3 separate regions of the Mus musculus genome follow, and regions 1 and 2 are each linked to region 3. A link is a contact called in public Hi-C and promoter capture Hi-C data. All regions are on one chromosome and are shown on one strand. Each heading gives the region's core, a stretch centred on a gene start, on an enhancer-like site or on the middle of the called end of the contact. The rest is flanking DNA. Distances are from core to core; before and after follow the strand shown.

Region 1 (3,436 bases), core at 30-2,529, 180 kb after region 3:
ACTCTGTGCCCAGGAGGGCGGGCTGTGCCCAGCAGGCTGTAACCTGGATGAGCAGGAAGCCTGCAGCAACATGCCTGTGTCCAGGGTTCCAGACCTGGGCAGGGTAGGGATAAGAGTCTCATTTTAATTATGCCAAGGAGTCTGCCCTGGAAGAATGGAATCTCAGCAACAGAAGATTGTAAATGGAACTGGGCTTAGTCCTGGCAGCAAGAGAGCTGCTGTCTTTCCTTCTCAAGGCAGCAACAAACCCGCCATTGCTTAGGGGAAACGTGGAGTCTCTGTAAAATGACACAGAATAAAAAACCAAGATGTAAAGGCTGCTTCAGCATATGGCCTACACTGAAGCCGAATTATCATTTCAAAGATCTTGAATCCTCCTGTTGCTGAGGCCCAGGCCCCTTGGCTTTCTTCCGTTTCCATTATCTTTCTCTTTTCATAAACAAAACCATTCGAACACCAACACCAAATAGAAAAACCCCTCCCCCTCTCCCTCCCCCTCCCGTCTCCCCACTGGGACCCCACCTCTGTCTTCCCAACGCTCTGGCAAGCTTTCAGTTTGAACTCTTGTGCTGCCTCTGTTCTCACTGGAAGCTGGCTGCTGAGTATGGACTCTGCACCCTGTATCCCACAGCCTTGCTCTCTACCCTCTACCCACTCTGCCTCACCTTCATCGGGTCAGGAGCCAGAACCAGGACATCATTTATCACCTTCTCAACAGCATCAGCACCAAGCACTCATACCCACCTTGAACTCCTGATTGCCCTCACTGATGGTCTCTCCTGGTAGGGCTCTCGAAGCTCTGATTGATATCTACCCATTTCCACCCCAGCTTCTATAATAATATCAGGGAGGAAGAGAAGAGAGTAAAGGAGAGGACGGGATGCTAAAGCCAGAATACCAGGTGGCATCTTTCAAACCTGATTAGTTGTCTGATAGTTGCCAGGAGTCAGGATTGTTTCCTCCCAATGTTGCAAATCTCAGGTCTAGACCATGTCATAGTCTGGTTCTAGAAACGTCTCCACGTTTTTTAATACAGAATAACTAACCCAGAAAAGAGGGGCCGGCCAATTCTTATGATGTAAATAGACCCACCTTATCCAGCTTTGAGCTACAAACTAAATGTCGCTAAATGTGCAGTTGGGAAGGCATGTATGTAGACTGGCTTTCAGATATAAACATGATATAAATACGAGCTGGCTCCAGTGCCCCAGTGGCTTCACACACTGTCCCACTCTGTGACAGGCCGGGCCACCTGGGTCTCTTTCAATTCCCTTTACTGGCACTGCTTCCTCATGCACCAGGCTGCCTCGCTTTCTGTTCCTTCTGCTCATTCCTTCCTTTTCATCTAGTCCGTGACTGCTCCTCCCTCCGTTCTCAGCACAACCATGACTTTTACAGGCAAGCTTTTTCTGACCTCGCCACCAGTCCGGTCAAGTGCCTAATCCTAGACTCTCATTGTGCCGTGCCCCGTTCCTTTGTAGAATATGTCACAGGTATAATTTGACACTTGTTCAATTGATCATCTGATTACTGTCTGTCTCCCTTCCTGGAGGGCAAGCCCCGGCTGGTCAGGCTGGGTCTGCTGTTGTTTATGCTGTGTTCCCAGCTCTTGCCCTCCAAAGAACTTCTACGTGGTGACAACTAACTGACTGTCTGAGCATCATACCTCTTTCTCCAAGCCTGATTCGTCATGAGCTAGAAGGTGAAAGTCACTTCTCTTCTCCAACACTACCATACCCAGGAGTGTTTTGTTCTCTCTGAGAGCCTCTACCAGCAGCTGACTGAGACAGAAGCAGATACTTACAGCCAACCAACTCTGAGGAAGAGTTGGGGGAAGGACTGAAGGAGCTGAAGGGGGTGGCAACCCCATAGGAAGAACAACAGTGTCAACTAACCTGGATCCCTAAGAGCTCCCAGAGTCTAAGCCACCAAATCAAAGAGTATACAAGGGCTGGTCCATGGCCCCTGCTGGTACATACTCAGCATAGGGCTCCCTGGTCTGGCTGCAGTGGGAGAGGATGTTTCTAGTCCTGTAGAGACATGATGCCCCAGGGAAAGGGGATGCTGGGAGGAGGGGCACCTTCTCAGAGGTCAAGGGGAAGGAAGATGGGGGAAGAAACTCTACAAAAGGGGACTAGGATGGGAGACAACATCTGGGATGTAAAAAAATAAAATTAATTAATTAATTAAAAGAAGCATTCTCTTCTCTGTTTTCCTATTGCTGAAACCCAAGGCCCTGCTTGCTATGCAGGCATTCTGCCACTAAGCCTGGTCCTCAGCCTTTAAGGAGCATTCTCTAGATCAGACTGCTCCAAATGTGACTCTGCAGCAAACGCTTCATATCTAAAGAACCGCACACACAACACGCCTGAAGAGGAGGTTCTAGAAATCTTAAGATGTGTAGCAATGCCTCGTGTGGTCATGGGCAGCTTCTTCGATGTATTGCCATGTTTTTTGTTTGTTTGTTTGTTTGTTTGGTTGGTTGGTTGGTTGGTTTTTCGAAACAGGGTTTCTCTGTGCAGTCCTGGCTGTCCTGGAACTCACTTTGTAGACCAGGCTGGCCTCGAACTCAGAAATCTGCCTGTCTCTGCCTCCCCAGTGCTGGGATTAAAGGTGTGCGCCACCATGCCTAGTACATTACCATGTTTTTAAAAATAAGTTTTAATTTTGTAATTTGTGCGTGGCATGTGTACGTGGGGGAGGGGTTACATGCACACAGGCATGCCGCCACTGTACACATGTGAAGATCAGAGAACACCTTTTGGAAGCTAGTTCCATCCTCCTTCTTTGTTTTTGAGGCAGGGTCTCCTTGCCATTGCAAAGCAAGGTCCCAGCAGATCCTTCTGCCTCTGTCATTCCCTTTAAAATGGGACTGTGCTTATGGCTTCCTCCATGTGCTCCAGGGACCAAGGTCAGACTATCAGGGGTTGCTGGAAGTGCTTTTATCCACCGAGTCATCTCCCTAACTCCAGTTTTTTCTATCTAACTGCACCTGTGTGGTCTAATTGGATATATCCCATTAAACTCGATTTAATCTAGAACAGAAGAAACTGGGTAAGGGGTGTGATCAAGATGTAAGATGACTAAATAAATAAATTTAAGGGGGAAAATGGAACTTTTAATACTACTACACGTGCAATTCACAGTCCATGAATACCAGCTCATCACCAGTGGAAAAGTGGATCAGCCTTTAAGTAATGCTCATGATGGTTAGCAAACTGAAAGGGCTTACAAAAACCAAACAAGAAAACCTGATAATAATGGCTTTTGTAGAATACCTATATACTACGCCCTCAGGCCTCTGTGAAGTTCAAGGCTCAACCAACCAGAGTTAGCAGAGATTTGGAAGGCCTGGTCTTGGACGGTGGTGCCCATGCCTGTAATTAGTAAACCCCAGGGCATAAGGGAAAGTATCAAATGTAAAATTTGCCCCTCT
Region 2 (3,241 bases), core at 181-2,680, 140 kb before region 3:
CGTCAGAGTTGAGGTATTGCTAGCATTCATCCACACAGGCTTTGAGAGCATGCCATCATGGAACTATCTCATTCAAAAGCAGCAAGCTCCCGGGATGTGGAAAGTAGTAGTTGCTGCTCAAAATATCACAACTTTCAAATGCTCTCTAAGAACCCGAGGCAAGCAAAGATATGGAGAGACTTCTGTGACTTCCTGTCGGTGTTTAAAGAAGGAAGAGGAGGATGAGTCTTGCTGCAGCACGTCGTCGCCTGCATATTATTAAACCCTCCAAGTGACATTTAGCACGTTCCTAATCTCTTCCTAGTGTTTTGATCAGAAGAGGTAACATCCTGCTGTCGAGCTTGGATGCTTCTTCTCATTGCAGAAGGCATCAAATTAATCTCACTGAGTTCAGCCTTCAGAAATTGGCTGTCTGTTAGGACAGGGATCTCAGGCTAGGCCTGGCTTCATATGCTAAGTTCTCAGGGACACCTTACATCAAGAAACAAGAGACAGGAAACTGGAAGTAGGGAAGCCAACATGACATAATCCTGTAGTGTCATGTTATGACTCATTCCATGATGTTGAGGCACACTGCTGTTGCTTTTATAAGTTGATAGTAAAATGAATAATATATATGGCGAGGCAGCATGGGGGTGGTCCTTGTGTGTATTAGATGAACAATACCATCCACCATTTATTTATTTGTTGCCTGTTCTACAAATCATTTACCTATCTCACTTATCCTTGAACTTTTCCTCACATTTGAGATGAATAGAAATTTAAAAGACGAAACACACTCTAATCTGTAAATCACGTGTGCTCAAAAATTCAAAGAACCAAAATACATACTGCTCCATCTGATATGGCAGACAATACTCTGAAATATAGCACATATCTTTCCATTCGAAGCTGATGGTGACTGGAGGATTACCACTAAAGAGACCATAAAACTGGATATGATCTGAAATCTAAACTTTGTATTCAATTATATTAAACACCGTGTCACAGTGTAAATCTGAGTGGGTGCAAATTCGCATACAGGAAGAGACTACCACAGTGTATTCAAAAGGACAGCAACCGTTAACTCAAGCCTGGAACACTGTCTAGGGCCCGCCTTACCCAAGGCTGATCAACCTTGAGATTCAAACCTCTTACTCAGCATTCTGACCTAGAAAAAAGCTCCAGGGCCCCTCCCTACAGGGAGCTTTTCTGGTCCGTGAGTGAAACAGGCCTGTCTTTTGATCCGACCACCATCCTCTGAAGGAACCTAACCTGCTCAGGAGTTTCTGAAATGCTTAAAAACCCTATTCAAAATCACCCCCATCTGTGTCTTACCCCTGATGCTGATTAAAGGGAGCCCTAAATCTCACGGTGTAGGCAATATACACGCCCACACCCATGAAGCCAGTTTGAGCCCTCTCTGAGAAGATTCGTGTTTCAACACATTGAGATTGACAAGATAAATTATTTTAATTTCCCCGTGAGGTTCAGAACAAACTGAAGCTCTTGCACAGAATTCAACTAAAGTCAAAATGTCAGTTTCATCGCTAGTGTTGCTGGGTGGAGAACGGTATTTAGACACGATGTCAAAGGGATGTCGGATATGCTAGCTTTGCTGCATGGAATGACCTTTTCTATCTCTCTCTGGTCAAGGGTTTGCCTCTCCCAGAAGTACAAAGTGTTCAGGAGTTTGCTGCATGGAGAGATAGGATCTACCTCCCTTGGGCAGAATGCAGGAGAAGCAGATCACAAGGTAACTGCCTTACGCCTCTGCCCCGACACCAAGGCTCCCCTGATGAGAGATTGGTGGCTGAACAAGTGTTCATTCATCAAATAGCTAGTGTTCCTCCTGCCAAGCAGAATAAATAATAAATGGTGGTCAGAGGGCTAAATGGTTAGTGCCTTGCAACTCAGAGGCCAGATGCAGAATCCCCTGGAGACTGCTTAGAAATGTACAATCTCTACAATATCTGCACGGCGGGGTAGTGTGTGCCTGTTACCCCAGCACTGGAAAAACAGAGGCAGGAGGACCAGAAGTTTGAAAGCAGCTGGGCTACATATGGAGACCCTCTCAAAAAAGAAAAACAAAAACAAAAACAACAACAACAACAAAAAACAAACCCAAGCAGCTCGGGGTGGAGTTTTAGCTTGCATGCACAAGACTCTCTGATTGATTCCTAGCACAAAAGAAAGGTGGTGTGGGGCATGTGGGTTTAAGACTGAGAAGTGTTGCAGAGTCACATGACAGAAAAGTGAATTTCCCTAGGAGCCTGGAATGGGAAGACAACAGGCCCGGAGACCATCTGCCTGTCCACTCACAGATTTGAGTACATAAATGTCTCCTGAAGTAGATTCCATGAGACTTTTAATAATAATGGAATTTGAAGTAAAAACTGTCACATCAGAGTGAGTTGGATTTGGAAACTCAGCAGGAGGAAAAGACTCTGATAGTTTGTGCTTCAACTTATGTTTATTTTGCCATGTTTGGTTTTTATTTCTTACAAGCCTGTTCTTTTCTAATGGGGGACAGAAAGGGAGTGGATCCCGAGGGCAGGGGAAGTGCAGAGGAACTCGAAGGAGCAGAGGGAGGAGAAACGGTAATTAGGATGTATTGGATGAAAAAAGAATCTATTTTCAATCAGAGGGGAAAATAAAAAAGAATACTGGAATTTGTCTATAGCCATAGCACCCAGAAAGTGCCTGATCTCACCTAAACTTGCTGGAACTTTAAACTGGAGTTATAATTGTCTCAAACTAATTGAACTTAATAAATTTTGAGACTACTTTTAGGGAACACTTGCCAATATAAGGGGGGCGTGAACCCACAAGAAGGAAGAAGACAGCAGGGATGACAAGAAAACTCGTGATTCTTTGAATGATTACATTCATTTCAAGAACTGAGACACTAGGTTGGGGGCATGTGGGAGGAGTTGGGAAAGGCGAAGAATACAACAAAAATATATTATGTGCAAAAATTTAAATAATAAATATAAAATTTCAAAAAGAAAGAAAAAAATGTAATCAAACATCAGGCCCAGCTGGAAGGGTCTGAGTGACGAAACTTGGCCAGGCACGTCCTTGTGACAACCTCTGGTCTCCCTGGATCCTTATCACGTGATCTTTTATGGGTACTGTAAGGTTGCCAATATATAAGTCAAGATATTCTGAATGGTGTCTTATGTATTGGCAAATTTGGCCATATTCACTTAACCCTTAAACAACTTGGGTTAGGGAAAAACTATCCAATGTTTAGTCGAAA
Region 3 (3,377 bases), core at 736-3,235:
TCAGAGTCAAATCCATAGACAGGAGCTGGGGGTCAGGAAGAGGAGCACGCACAATCTTTACCAAGGCATCTAAAATGCAGCCTTCAAGTAATTTGGAAAGAGTGATTTTAATTTTAAAAGAGGAGAATTCTCAATCATTTCCCAAAGAACATATTGTTTTTTTATCTAGTGTGGGATAGGAAAGTTGTCTAGATGTGTCAAACTTCCAAAGCTCTTAATTAAGAGCTGACAGTTTATAAAGTCAAGTCTTCACTGTGTGATCACGTCCTACGGCTGTCCCTGGCACTTGAAGTGACTAGCTCATCTCCTAACTCTACACCCCAAGTGCTGAACCCCTGTGAAAAGATCTTTTTGACCTCCATCAGAGTCTTGACCCACAGGCTGAGAACCACTGTTATAGCATAAGTTTCCTCGCCCTACCCATGATAGAGGCTTCTGTTGGAACGGGAGTGTGGGGCTCCCAGGGTAAATAAGCAGATGCCCTCTTGTGGCCAAAACGTGATGCACTCAGAATGCATCTGAGTGCTTTTCTGCCCTCCTGTATGGTTCAGATTAAGTCTACAGGTTGTACTATCTCAGTTTGCACTGCATGCAAGCAAGCGCGCTCGAGCAAGCACGCACACACACACACACACACACACTCACACAGGCCCAAAATTCGGCACATATCTTGTAAAATCAACAAAGACACAGCTTTTGTGGAACCCAAAATATTTGCAAACTGGATTGCTGAGAAAATAAAACATACATATTACTGGAAAAGCAAAAGCAAATATGTTTTATTCTATTTCCTGAAGAAGTGCCAGCCGGTACCACACTCCACCTGCATCTCCTCACTTTGGAAACACCAGGAGATGGAGAAGAGAAGCCTTGGTCTCATGCAGTTTGGGTCATTGGAAGCAAGCAAAATTGCTGGTTACAATGTAACTAACAAGTTACCCAATATTCTTAAACTTTAGTACAGAGTCTAAAGTTGTTTTTTTCCTCTAGAAGACAGATTTAAAATTTACCAGTGAAGAAAAAAAGTTGAATTTTTGAAGAAAAAACTTGGCATATAAGATATATTTATATAGGAAGATTGGAATTATATTATAATCGAGTTGTTTGTGCCTTGAAAAGAATAAACAATGGGCGGTTTGCATTTGGTAACCACACACACATCAGTCACTCAGCACACCAAACATTTTTTATTCTCAGTGCAATAATTCATAACATTAAATATATCTCAAGCATTTTACAAAATTCCCCAAGTGACTTAATTCTTCATAACTAGAAAAGAAAGAAAAAGGAAAGAGAAAGGGACATGAACCCTCATTTTTTAAGTTGTTAAGTTTAATGAAATGACATGAGAGTTTAATTTTCAGCTTCATTACTCAAATAACTGGCTTTATTAGACTGGGTATTCTCAGAGATATGAGGAACTATCAGATGATGGTCTAAAATAAAGTACTGGGCTTTTGTTTTGTTCCCAATTTAAGTTTTCAAGATTTATTTTTATAAACCCATGGAGCCAGTGGGCACTTTGTAGAGAGAAGGATGCATTTCATATCGTAAGAGTTCTCTATAACTATTACAATCTGTCTGAGAATTACAAACATTAAAACCACTGTTCCCACAGCTAACAACTTTCTCTTGAACATAGTAAACTCAGAGCCATTCCAGCTCAGACCAGTCCATTCATATGATAAACTACCTTATAAAATGCTACATTTTCCTTCATCCTCTCCCCTTTAGTTTTAGAAAATGGTTGTCTACAATTTGTCAACACAGTAAATACGTTTTAGTTTCCCAAGTGAATAGACTTACCTCTTCTTTCCCACTGTTTGGAACTTTGCAATAAACTTCCCCTGTTGATGGATCGTAAGAATCTATATATGAGTTACAGGGTAAAAACTTCCCACCTATAAAGTTCTCCAACATCAAAAGTTCCCTTTTTCCAGCCATGTTAGGAAAGTGCCCTCTGTGTACAGCAGCCCTCTGTGACTGCCCTCAGGACTTTGGACACCCTCATCTCACCCCCAGGCCCAGTGTCCTCATTTGCATATCCGAACCTGGGAGGAGGAGACCCGCTGCGCTTCAGAACTTTCCTGATTCCAAACTCGGATGGTTCTTGAAGGCAACTCATGGTCCATTCTGAGAAATGGGCACTGCATTAAACTAACATCAAGTTACATATGTACAATGTCTTCAGATTGTCCTTTCATATCAACTGTGTGTGTGTGTGTGTGTGTGTGTGTGTGTGAGATGATTTTATCGGCACTGCACCATAAGTGCCCACTGTTTAAACACGAAGTGCAAAGCATAAAGAAAATTGGCTCCACAGAATATTGTCCCATGCAGCAATCCTTACTTCCTCCTTTCTAGGGAAGGCATTGAGCCTCTGGAAGGTTACACAATGTGGCCAAGGTCACACATGAACACTCAAGTACTGACAGGAAATGAGAAGAAACTTTAGCTACATTTACACCTAACAGCCTGTGAGTCCATCTCAGGAGGATGCATCCATGTCCCTGTAGGGACTGGCCACAGGAGCAAGGGAGCCGTCTTCACTACCCGGCAATGCCGTGGTTTGAACGCTCAGAATTCGGGCACGTTTAACCCTCCAGTGGCAGTGTTTAAGTGGGCACTCCTGGAGTTAAGGTGCTGCTCACGGCCTCGGTGGTGCCTTCGAAACAGGCTATGGGTCATTTGTGCCTTCTGCCGCAGGAGCACAGCTGCCCTGCCTGGTGAGGAAGTGGCAGAGGCAGGGGATATTTACCATACACAATCTCCTCACACCAACATCATGGGCTTCCCAGTCTCCAGAACAACAAGAATTCAGGTTCTCTCAAGTGATCGATTTTCAGTTATTCTGTCACAGCTGAACAGACCAGCACATGGCCTCTGAGAGGACAGGACACACCACCGTTCACTCTGCTGAGGCTCCATGGATAACCAAACTCTCTTGTGCATCATAGCGCTTGTTTTGTATTTTGCAAGTAACCCTCTGAAGGTCTTGTTCCTTCTGTTCTCCATGTTGCTATCTCCCCATCCTTCCTGTACTTCACGTCTCCACCTACTGACGGCTGTCTGTCGTCTTTGGCGTCCCATTTTCACCACAGTGCATTTGGTGAGAATTTGTTCTTAACCGTGACTGGAAGAGGCTGCTTTTCTACCACTGGCTTTGTCTTTCACCAGTTGTGGAAATGTTTTGGCTGCTGTATTGCTGTGTTTCCATTCTCTGTATTTCTACCTTGTAGAATGTTTAAAATGTAAAGAGAGCATCTTCAATTTCTTACTGACCATGAATCTCCTCCCTCCCTGTCTCTGTCTTTCCCTCCCTCCCTCTCTCCCTCCCTCCTGGCCAGCTTCTTCCCCCTCCTCCTTTGACTCTGAGC

What was found. Promoter capture Hi-C pulls out the DNA fragments that hold promoters and counts their contacts. A called contact is a pair of places that touch in the nucleus more often than the background predicts.
Region 1: a contact with region 3 is called in a promoter capture Hi-C map of stem cell-derived epiblast-like cells, with 2.4 times the contacts expected there. The contact joins the enhancer-like site here to the promoter of Aldh8a1 in region 3. A contact is called at or near these places in 5 of 39 promoter capture datasets (the C10 cell line, embryonic stem cells, pre-B cells and 1 more), 1 of 15 datasets of contacts at CTCF or cohesin (large pre-B cells), 2 of 484 Hi-C or Micro-C datasets (embryonic stem cells and pro-B cells), 1 of 115 datasets of contacts at active chromatin or transcription factors (embryonic stem cells) and 2 of 9 other capture datasets (embryonic stem cells and pancreatic islet).
Region 2: a Hi-C map of the G1E-ER4 cell line shows a contact between it and region 3, with 1.9 times the contacts expected there. The contact joins the enhancer-like site here to the promoter of Aldh8a1 in region 3. A contact is called at or near these places in 9 of 39 promoter capture datasets (the 3T3-L1 cell line, the C10 cell line, embryonic stem cells and 2 more), 4 of 484 Hi-C or Micro-C datasets (the G1E-ER4 cell line, the HL-1 cell line, cerebral cortex and 1 more) and 3 of 9 other capture datasets (adipose tissue, embryonic stem cells and liver).

Annotation. Positions count from the first base shown.
Region 1 is chr10:21,190,489-21,193,924 of GRCm38.p6, reverse strand. No RefSeq gene overlaps it. Among named protein-coding and RNA genes, the nearest start is that of Gm33619, 5.3 kb to the right of the region's middle. Within about 2 kb of position 1,279, at least 44 of the 459 cell types and tissues checked have an H3K27ac peak or open chromatin away from gene starts, as enhancers often do. A contact at or near this core is called in pre-B cells, pro-B cells and stem cell-derived epiblast-like cells, where this site is marked.
Region 2 is chr10:21,515,795-21,519,035 of GRCm38.p6, reverse strand. No RefSeq gene overlaps it. Among named protein-coding and RNA genes, the nearest start is that of Gm33892, 54 kb to the left of the region's middle. Within about 2 kb of position 1,430, at least 5 of the 459 cell types and tissues checked have an H3K27ac peak or open chromatin away from gene starts, as enhancers often do. A contact at or near this core is called in the G1E-ER4 cell line, where this site is marked.
Region 3 is chr10:21,375,908-21,379,284 of GRCm38.p6, reverse strand. It overlaps Aldh8a1 (aldehyde dehydrogenase 8 family, member A1), which reads right to left and starts at 1,985. Exons shown (of 7, transcript NM_178713.4): 1 at 1,807-1,985. The coding sequence starts at 1,944.